3 separate regions of the Mus musculus genome follow, and regions 1 and 3 are each linked to region 2. The links are chromatin contacts, called in public promoter capture Hi-C maps. All regions are on one chromosome and are shown on one strand. The core of a region is the stretch at or near the end of the contact, and the rest is flanking DNA. Distances in the headings are between cores, read along the strand shown.

Region 1 (3,150 bases), core at 524-3,023, 1.0 Mb after region 2:
GCCACCACAGTTTTCAGTCCATCTGCCCAAGCATCTAATTGAGCCAGACAGCTTGTGTGAGCTCTAGATGGTGAGGAGACATGAGTATCTGAGGGTGCGCATCTGTGTGTACATCTCTGTTGTGTGTTAGTGCTTAGTGTTGGCTGCTGCTAGCCAGGCTGGGAAACCTTCCTCTCTCCCACATCGTCACTCCTGGCTCCCACCAGCCCTGCAGGGAAGGGGCTTCTCTGCTTGCCCATCTCTATGCTTGGGGATACCTGGGTTGAGCAGAGGTGAGGCTGAGCAGCACTGGTACCATATTCCCTTCTTTCCCTCTACCCTGCCTATTCTGGCCCATTACCCTCCTGGAGCTGATGTGAACAAAGGCAAACAATATACATCACAGCCATGAGGAACCCAGAGGGCCACTCTCTAGGTGGGTAGCTCTACAGCCCTCCCCTGAGGACAATACCTCTTTATAGGACAAAGGTGATTATGAAGAGAAAGTGAAGGTTCTCCTCTCCACAAAAACTCACCTAGGAACAGGGAGACAGGAGGTTGGCTATTATTCTCTCATTTCCTCTAAGCTTAATCAATCTAAAAAAAAATAGTATTTGGGTGTGATGGTACATGCCTTTAATCCCAACACATGAGAAGCAGAAACAAGCATATCTCTATGAGTTTGAGGTCAGCCTGGTCTCCATGGTGAGGGTCAGGCCAGCCAGGGCTGCATAGTGAGACCTTGTCAAAAATACCAAAAAGAAAGAAAGACAGGAAGGAAGAAAGGAAGGAAGATAGACAGAAAGAAGACAGAATTAGTGGTATCACTGGCAATGTGTAAATAATAGCAAATAATATATAATTGATAGTGACTAACAGTAAATTTCCCTTAATTTTGTAAAACACATAAATTTGGGACTGGAGGTCATCTTAGGCAAAGGCATTGCATGCTAGAATACTTAATATTTACATTTTAGCACAATTACATTGCCACCCAGCTAAATATATTCACTCACGTGTTAGGATGGGCAAGAATAAAGTACTGTCTTTGCACATACTGTGTGTCATATTTTACAGCGAATAATGAACATGAGTAAATGGGTAAAGAAAAAGAAAACCAAACATAACTCAAAAAGTAGAATTATCTAGTGGTCTCTAACTACTTGGATTCTGCTCCTAATTCCACCAATGATTTAAACTAATGTGTCAAACGTCCTTTAAAATATCATCTATTAATAAGCTGGTCTCATAGTAGAACCTTTCTCCAAAACATCCATATGCTTAAATAATCATGATTAAAGCATCCTCTAAAAGACACTTCACTTTACATAAATGTTAGCATTGCCTGTCTGGATCGTTCACCTTAATTACAGTGTCATAGACAGAATATGCTTTCATGTGCCCAGCACAACTATTTTTCTAACTATTGATTTAAAAAAATGCTGGCTCACAAAATGCCAGAGGAATTTTCCATGTTCATATAGTGTCTACTTGCACTTAAATATTGCATCAATAATCTGAAAACAAGGAACCGCCTGTGTGGCCAGACGCTGTAGATGCTATGGCTTCTATCATGGGCTGCTTTCAACTGCTATATTTTATGGCACAGATTCAGTGGGAATCTGATCTGCTAAAATATTTGGGCTGTGAAAACTCCCACACTGTGACAGATGTCAAGTCCAATTAAGTGACTCGTGTCCAGGTTTCTGTCCAATAGGATTTCCCATTAAATATCAATTTAGGGGGAAAAAATTCCATCCCCCTTCTTAAGCCTTTATCTCTTCCACCATCTCCAGGCTAAATCAATTGGTACCAGAAGAGCCAAGAAGCCACACAGGCAGCTGCCTCTCCTCTCTGGCTCTCCCAAGCTCCCCTTTCTCTGCTTCCCTGTCACTGTTACTCCAGAAGACGTCCACTTCTCTCCAATCTCTCTCCAGCATCTCCAAGCTACTGACTATATACATTTCACCACAAGGTAAAGAGGGGAGGGAGTGGGGTAGGGTAGGGGGTGTAACCAAACCTTGAAAGACTTTGAAACTGCAAAATTGGCGTCTGCTTATACAACACAGAAGTAGATGAGGGACAAGACAGAGGCAACCTTAAGCCCTAGTTACTGTATTGTTGTTCCTGGGAACTGGGGAGACACCGGCTGAACAAAGCATTATCTTGAAGAAGAAGAGAAAAATCACTTCTGAGCCCCTTCCATCCCTGACCGCACTTCCCAGTTTCGCCCCAGCCCGATTAAGGGAAGGGAAGGAGTCCTCAAGGAATGGAATTTTATCTTAACCATCTTTCTTATTGATTATTCTGCTATTAGAAAGTGGAGGAATCGTCCCTTTGATGTGATTGTTTTTATCTCAGCATCTCTTTTGTTATTTATACAGCCCTTTGAGTGGGGAGGCGTGAGGTTTCAACACTTCGACTTATAAAGATCAACAACGAATTTTCCTGAAATGTTTAAGAACAGTTAAAAACAAACCAACAAACAAACAAACGGGCGTTTTCAATCCATCAACTAAGTGAACAACCATACACCCGCTAAGACACCGCCGCTCGTTGTGGTGGTCGGCGAGATGACAGCTGCTTTTTCATCTGCGAATGTAATAAATATTGGCTGCTTTTAATATTTGCCAGGATCTCTCCTCCTTGTTTCCTGGAATTTTAACTCTAAAAGATTGACGAAAAGATTATCGACAGGGCTCTTGCAAGGTAAGACATCTTCACGTCTCTTTTTCTTTAGATTAAGTTGAGTCATATTGTATTTTATAGATGTATTCCTCACACATGGTCATAGACTTAAATGCCCACGAGAAATACCATTTATGACTATTTAAATATCTGGAGGATTTAAACGCGTGGGGGGACAGCCCGGGAACTTTTTGTCCGATCTGTAACTATGTCGTGGTTTGCTATGATTTTTCTCCCTGTGTATTTCTACCTCTTCACGCCAACTGCGTAGGTGTGAGTTGTTTCACTTATAAACGTAGAGAAAAGCCTGGGGGGCGGGGGGAGCAGCATGCAGTTCGTTTGGTTCATTTATTGTTATTCTGAGGATCCGTTTTCCTTGCACGGAAAGCTGTTTCTGAGCTCAGGTCTCTCCTGGGCAAATTCGAGGCCAGGAGCCGAACCTACATCCCCTCCCTGGCTTTTGTTTCTCTGAAGCGAGGCTCT
Region 2 (3,293 bases), core at 86-2,585:
TATCTATATAATATTTCTAGAAATAAATAGTAAATTCTGGTACAAAGTGGAGACACAAATCATACAAGTTATTCCAGTACTACTATTCATTAGTATATTACTAATATTCATTAGTATATTAGTATAGCTATGATACTGAAAAAAAAATAACCATGCTCTACAAAGTCCAGCTGAATAGAGAGCAGGGAGAAATGTTAAATGACACCACAGTGTAATTTCACTTCGAGAATGTCAACACCCGGTATGTTAAGATTGTCACACTTGCCGGGCGGTGGTGGCGCACGACTTTAATCCCAGCACTTGGGAGGCAGAGGCAGGCGGATTTCTGAGTTCGAGGCCAGCCTGGTCTACAGAGTGAGTTCCAGGACAGCCAGGGCTATACAGAGAAACCCTGTCTGGGAAAAAAAAAAAAAAAAAAAAAGATTGTCACACTTGACTTTCCTCACTTTAGACAAGATGCTTGAGGTTTCTAGGTCTCAGCTTTCACATCTGCAGAACCTGCGATCCACATCAACCTCTGATGTTTCTTTCAGCACTAACTCCCTACAGCAGCGGTTCTCAACCTTCCTAATACCCGTTACAACAGTTATGGTGACCCCAATCATAAAATCATTCCCATTGCTACTTTATAACTGTAATTTTTGCCGTTTTGAATCGCAATGTAAAAATATCTGATTTGCAGGATAACTGAAATGCAACCCCTGTGAAAGCGTCCTTAGATCCTGAAGGTCGTGACCCGCAGGTTGAGAAACACTGCCCTAAAGACTCTGGCTCTCTCTGGGTTGTTAACGTCATGCCACTAGATGAAGGAGAAAAGCTTGTGTCTAATTAACATGTTTTAACCTTAAACGTAAAATTTAAATGGCGACCTAAAATTGGTACAAGACTAGCAAATTAATTCCCATGTCCACTGTTTGTTTACACTTTTTAGAGGGAGCAGAAAGGATGCCGGGGCAAAGGGGAGTGGCTAAGTAAGGCCAGACAGGTGCCTAGAAACTTGAAGCAGACTCTAGAAGGATCGGAGTGTGGGTGAGTCCGCGTCCCAAGGCAGCTGAAGTGACCAGGCTGGGTCACTCCGTGTAACCGGGCCGGGCTGGAGACTCACTCGGTGGCCTGCACGAAGCCGCATGTGTTCGTCCGGCACACGTAGAAGCTCTTTCCCTTATTCGGGCCATCGCGGACGCCGGTCTTTAAGAAGCAGGCGTCCCCTGAGGAAACAAGAAGGTCAGCATCGGCCACTCCAAGCCAGTCCCACAGTCCCCGGGAGGGAAATCCCGAGACTGAGGCCTTACCGTGCTCCGGACACTTAACCAGGTCCATACCGCAGCCAGGAAGCCCTGGCCCGCCGGGTTTCCGTCTTTGACTCCGCCCCGTCCCGCCCACCACAACACTCCACCAATCAAGCGGGAGAGTCTCTCACTTTCAACCAATTACAGTCTCCCTCAGGCTTGGCGCGCTCTGAAATCAAACTTGGAGTGAGGAGGCGTGGCTGAGCTCCAGTGAGGACGCCGGCATGCTCCCTGGCTTGGGGAAAGCAGGACTTGGAGAGAAGTGGACGAGGCTGAGCTTGGGAGACTCCAGAGGAACCACTAGACCCAGAGGGAGCCAGAGCCGCTTGCCTGCTCGGGAAGCAGCCACTGTGGGCGGGAACACTTCAACTTGAGGCGGCCAAAAGGCGGGAGCATCCCTTAAAACTTTGGGAATCTACTGCATAGTCTGTAATAAGCACAAAGACTCCCTTAGGACCCCGGGCAACCTTTAAATGAGTGCAGGGCGTCCACGGGGTCACCAAAGATTGAACATCTGCACAGATCTCAGTTCCAGGTTCCGCGCTCTTTGAGTCTTAGGCTGCCTTCCCCTGGTGAGGTTCTAAGGACCGCCTGGTGTGGACGCCCTGGGTCTGAGAGAAGAACCTGAGGGCAATACAAGACCTTGCGTGCTTACTAATTTTACATTGTGTGTTTTGCATTGTCAAACCTTTTGAACTTATTTTGCATTTGTACTTTTAAAAAACCGAGAGTGACGCATGGTGGCGCACGCCTTTAATCCCAGCACTTGGAAGGCAGAGGCAGGCAGATTTCTGAGTTCAATGCCAGTCTGGTCTACAAAGTGAGTTCCAGGACAGCCAGGGCTACACAGAGAAACCCTGTCTCGAAAAACCAAAAAGAAAAAAAAAAAGAAAGAAAAGGAAAGGAAAGAACTTGTAATGGATTCTTTCAGTGAGCAGAAGGTGAGGAATGACTATCGGAGCTTGGCTGCAATAGCCATGACTTCATATTTCAGCAGTTGAAGATCATGTGTCTTGGAGTGGCACACACAACTGCTATGAGGACAGAAAAGCTGCAATGTCTAAGAAGTCTGGGCTATATGGAGGCTGTAAATGTTTTAGGAGTTCAGAGTCCAGACAGTCCCGAGGTATCATTTATGAATTAAGCAGTTCTTACTAAATAGCTTTTTTGGTGTCCCAAGAGGAGTAGGTGTTTGAGAAATATAAAGTTCATTTAATGCATACATTTAAAGCAACTGTTCTAACCACAAGGGGCTTACTGAGTGGAAGAAGCTGAACTAGCCTCTACCTAATGCTTAAATAAATATAAAATAGTATATAAATGTCAAGATGAATGGAGTCAGCAGCAAACCCCGGAGAGCTTGAGAGAGAGATGAATTTCCAAGTGCACGCAGTGTGGCACGCCCCACCCCAGTTCTCCAGTGAAAGTTTATACAAACAGATTTTCTTTATTCCTAGATTGCAATTCCAAGATCTGTATTATATGCATGTGAAGTGGATACCATCTGAGGAGGTGGAGACCACAAACACTAAGGTTTGGGGAAAGAGGACCACGGTGATTCTTGTAGTGAGAATTTTGGTTTCTTTAAAAAAACACAGAAATATAAAGAATGTTTTGTTTGTTTGTTTGTTTGTTTTAACCCCAGGTGGGGCTGCTTCAGATTGTCCACAGCAGCTGACTGTAATTTGCCTCATGCTCTAACAGGGGTGTGGTTTTGCCAGCTGCAGATGGTTTCTGAGAGTGTGTGGAATTCTGGGGACTCTTCAGAGGGTATATAAATACTAGGGCCTGATACTAGGAACTGATTGGCTGCTCAGCGGTTGGATGCTGTTGACTGTGATTTGTTAAGCAGTTGTGTGCAAAGAGATGAAAAGAAGAAATTAGATATGATGGTGAAGAAGCTCAAACTTGCCCCAAGAAACTCGACGCCCCTAATCAGCAGGAAGTTGTCTAACAATAATGTCACCCCTTTCCCCCTCTGCCCTTTTGTCTTTTCTACCTAGT
Region 3 (3,340 bases), core at 458-2,957, 1.8 Mb after region 2:
ACAATGTAACACAACAGTATAATATTACTGTTCCCTCAGTTGATTTACTGAATGCCTACTGGATAGTAGAGACCACTTATTAATTTAGTTCCTCTTTCAAAGCAAAACCAAGGTGAGAGAGAGCTATAAGTGTAACTGAAACCAGGGCTTCGCCTCCGCATACTTAATGACTTCATCTTTGTCTCCAGTTCACTGTTACTACCAGAAGCAGCACTTTCATTTGCCTTCTCAGTTTCATAAATAAAATTCACTAGCTTTTCAAAGATGGAAATATGCCTGACTGTAACACGGAAGAAATTGAATGAATGGTTGGTGAGGTCCTGGCTACCTTATATCATAATCTCATGTGCCTCACTGATCTCACTGTACATATATTAACTCCTTAATCTTCACAACTCTTTTGAAGCAGGTTGTACAATCTCCATACTGAGATGGGAAAGAGAGGCCCCAAGATAATGGGGTAATGTGTCACATTAGTCAAGTGCCTGCCCTCTGTGATTTGTTCTGGTGAGCTCCTGACTCCCCTCACCTTGGCCATCTCTCTGACTCCTGCTCCCAGGCTAGGTTGTACTTCCTCTGCTTCCTCCCCTGACCCCCTGCTCTCTCTACTGGCACCTTTTTGTTTGTTTGGTTTTGGTTTTTTGAGACAGGGTTTCTCTGTATAGCCCTGGCTATCCTGGAACTCACTCTGTAGACCAGGCTGGCCTCAAACTCAGAAATCTGCCTGCCTCTGCCTCCCAAGAGCTGGGATTAAAGGCGTGAACAACCACTGCCCAGCTACTGACACCTATTTTACAAATTAGGATCAGGTCCAGTCTTCTTGAAAAGCCTTCCTTAGTCAAGGCAGAAGCAGTCTCTTGCCCAGCTCCTAGCCCACCCACCTCACCTTGTTCCAAAAATTTGCTTACAGATCTGTGCCCTCCAGTAAAGATGTGATAGCAAGCCTGGCATTCTTCTGGTGTCCCCAGGGCTTGCTACTATGCCTGGCCTATAATTGGCACTTAGAGTGTTGCTAAATTAATGCACAAGCTCCCTGATTTTACACTTTCCTGTCTCCCCCGTGCCGTCTGACACCACATATTGTAGACACTTAGTCAACTGAAGTGAATGCCCGATTCTTCACCAGTCGCCTAGCTTAATAAAAACAAAGCAAAACAGAACTCGCTCCCTTTCCCTGATCTACACATCTCAGTCTAGACCCTAAGAATCTGGACTTCTTTCAAGGCCCCCGATCTATCAAACCTAGCAGGATGTGAGTGAGAGGTCTGACTCCCTTTCCCTGATCTGGTGGGCTGGACTGGGCAGGGTGGGAAGCAGTGTCAGGGCCCAGGGCCTCCGCCTGGCGCGCCTACTCCCAGTTCTTGCCTATTAAGGTAACAGTCCTCTAGGAACGCAGCGGCAGGAGGGAGGGTCCCCAGCAGCGGCCTCCGCCCGCGGCCTGGGCGCTTGCAGGACTCTGCTTAACTGCAGCCCTGGACACTCTGCCTGGCGCCTCACCACAGAGTCTCTACCGGCTTCACCGATCCTATTAGCTTTACCATCTGAAGTCACCTCCCTAGGTTTCCATAGACACGCAGGATAACTTCAACCATCATCGAGGGCCTCAAGGGAGTCTGGGCACCCGGCACTGATTAAATGGACCCCGCGTTCCGGGTGGGCGCACATATGCTCGGATAGCTACAGGAGCCCAAGCCCACCAGCGTGGACGAAGGTGGTGCTACCTCCAAGGGCCGGAGCGGGTGCGTGGGACCGGGATCTCCACCCCAGGGCGCCCCAGCCACAGCCAGCTGGCCGCTCGCGACCAAATCCCCGCCCGCAGACCACGCCCACAGGTCACGCCCCTCCCAACCCGCCCCGCCCCTCCACCGGCGCCCGCCGCTCCCGGGGCTCGGCGCGGGCCTGGGGAATCGGGAGCCCGCCGCCGGGGTCGCAGCATGGGGCGTTTTCGCGGGGGCCTGCGGTGCATCAAGTATCTGCTGCTCGGCTTCAACCTGCTGTTCTGGGTGAGACCCGAACCGGCGGGCCGGTTAGGGGGCCAGGGTCCCCGGGGAGGTGACCGCAATAGAGTTGGGCCATAGGAGAGGGCAGGATGTTCAGAGGCGCTAAGCAGACAAAGAGGGAGGGGACATATGGAGGGGGATAGGACATAGAGAAGCTTGAGCTACCAGAGGTGATGAGAAGAGGAGACACGGTGCGATGCTCCCCCGAAAGAAGCCATCATCTTCGGCGGCATCGCCCGGCGGGTGGCGCCAGGTGCGGGGATCTAGCGGGCCCCAATATTCCGAGGGCTGGGGGCCTGGCGGCCCGTGCTCCCTGCATCCTGCTGTGTACACACACCCACTTCTCGCGCTGCCTTCTCTGGGGAACCCGGCGGCCGGGCCAAGGCTCTGGGAGGGAAATCCCTACCGTAGGGCTGCCTGGGGTGGCGCCCCAACCAAGAGTGTGCGGACACGCCGCCTGGCTCTGGTGGTTTGTTGGGAAAATAACGGACAGTAGAGAAAATTGAAAGAGTGGGGAAGATCGTCCTTTTCTTGGGCATTGGCGGGGGGGGGGGTCTTCTGGGTGGGCAGTGGTGGGTGCTCTTTTACGAGGGGTTGGAAAATGGAGGGATTTTGGAAGAGCAGCAACATCCCCCTAGGGTCCCTGCGTACAACCAGTACTCTTGAAATGATCTCATTCAACTTTGCAGGGTGGTGTAGACCTGGCAGCATTCCCTGGGTAGAGATGCATAGAGACAGCCAGAGAGAGTGCCATGGCCCCAGTCTACTGTGTTAGCAGGGCATAGTTAGAGGTGTACCATCCCTGGAATACTCTCTCCCGAGCCCTGGAAAACGGTCAGAGGCCCATTCTGCACAGTCCCTATTGGCCTTCCAGTAACAGAATGCCAGCCAGTGTAGCTGCTCAGATAGACCCTGAGGGAAGACACGAGTCTCGCTTCAGGGGATGTGGGTAACTGCAGGAGCAGAGATGCTTTGGGATGCTTTGAAACCACTGGACTGGCCGCGATGGTTGTCCCATCTGCTCTGAGGAGGCTGGATGGACGATAAGTAATAAATTATTGAACGATGGGCCTCACTTGTGACTACCAACCCATCAGCCCTGAAGCCTGGGTGACTCCAGCAACTCTAAGCTCTTCAGAGACTGCGTGGCCATGACCAACACTGGCTAGCAATGGACAGTCTGGAGGCAGTACCTGGGGACATCCCCTGTATTTTAAAAATACATATAGACTTTGTACAACTTGGCTTTTACACCCATCACACTCCAGGAAGAAGACTTTCTGAGCGCCCTTGTGCTGTATTGTTTGTTTGTTTGTTTGTTTGTTTGTTTGTTTATAAGT

The links. Promoter capture Hi-C pulls out the DNA fragments that hold promoters and counts their contacts.
Region 1: a contact with region 2 is called in a promoter capture Hi-C map of stem cell-derived epiblast-like cells, with 2.7 times the contacts expected there. The contact joins the promoter of Nhlh2 here to the promoter of Ttf2 in region 2. A contact is called at or near these places in 4 of 39 promoter capture datasets (hippocampal neurons, liver and stem cell-derived epiblast-like cells).
Region 3: a contact with region 2 is called in a promoter capture Hi-C map of pre-B cells, with 2.6 times the contacts expected there. The contact joins the promoter of Tspan2 here to the promoter of Ttf2 in region 2. A contact is called at or near these places in 2 of 39 promoter capture datasets (liver and pre-B cells) and 1 of 115 datasets of contacts at active chromatin or transcription factors (embryonic forebrain).

Annotation. Positions count from the first base shown.
Region 1 is chr3:102,008,372-102,011,521 of GRCm38.p6, forward strand. Nhlh2 (nescient helix loop helix 2) reads left to right here and starts at 1,774. Exons shown (of 3, transcript NM_178777.3): 1 at 1,774-1,954; 2 at 2,364-2,688.
Region 2 is chr3:100,968,328-100,971,620 of GRCm38.p6, forward strand. Ttf2 (transcription termination factor, RNA polymerase II) reads right to left here and starts at 1,336. Exons shown (of 23, transcript NM_001013026.2): 1 at 1,293-1,336; 2 at 1,106-1,208. The coding sequence starts at 1,320.
Region 3 is chr3:102,733,063-102,736,402 of GRCm38.p6, forward strand. Tspan2 (tetraspanin 2) reads left to right here and starts at 1,708. Exons shown (of 8, transcript NM_027533.3): 1 at 1,708-2,003. The coding sequence starts at 1,935. It overlaps Tspan2os (tetraspanin 2, opposite strand), which reads right to left and starts at 2,355. Exons shown (of 4, transcript NR_040588.1): 1 at 2,166-2,355.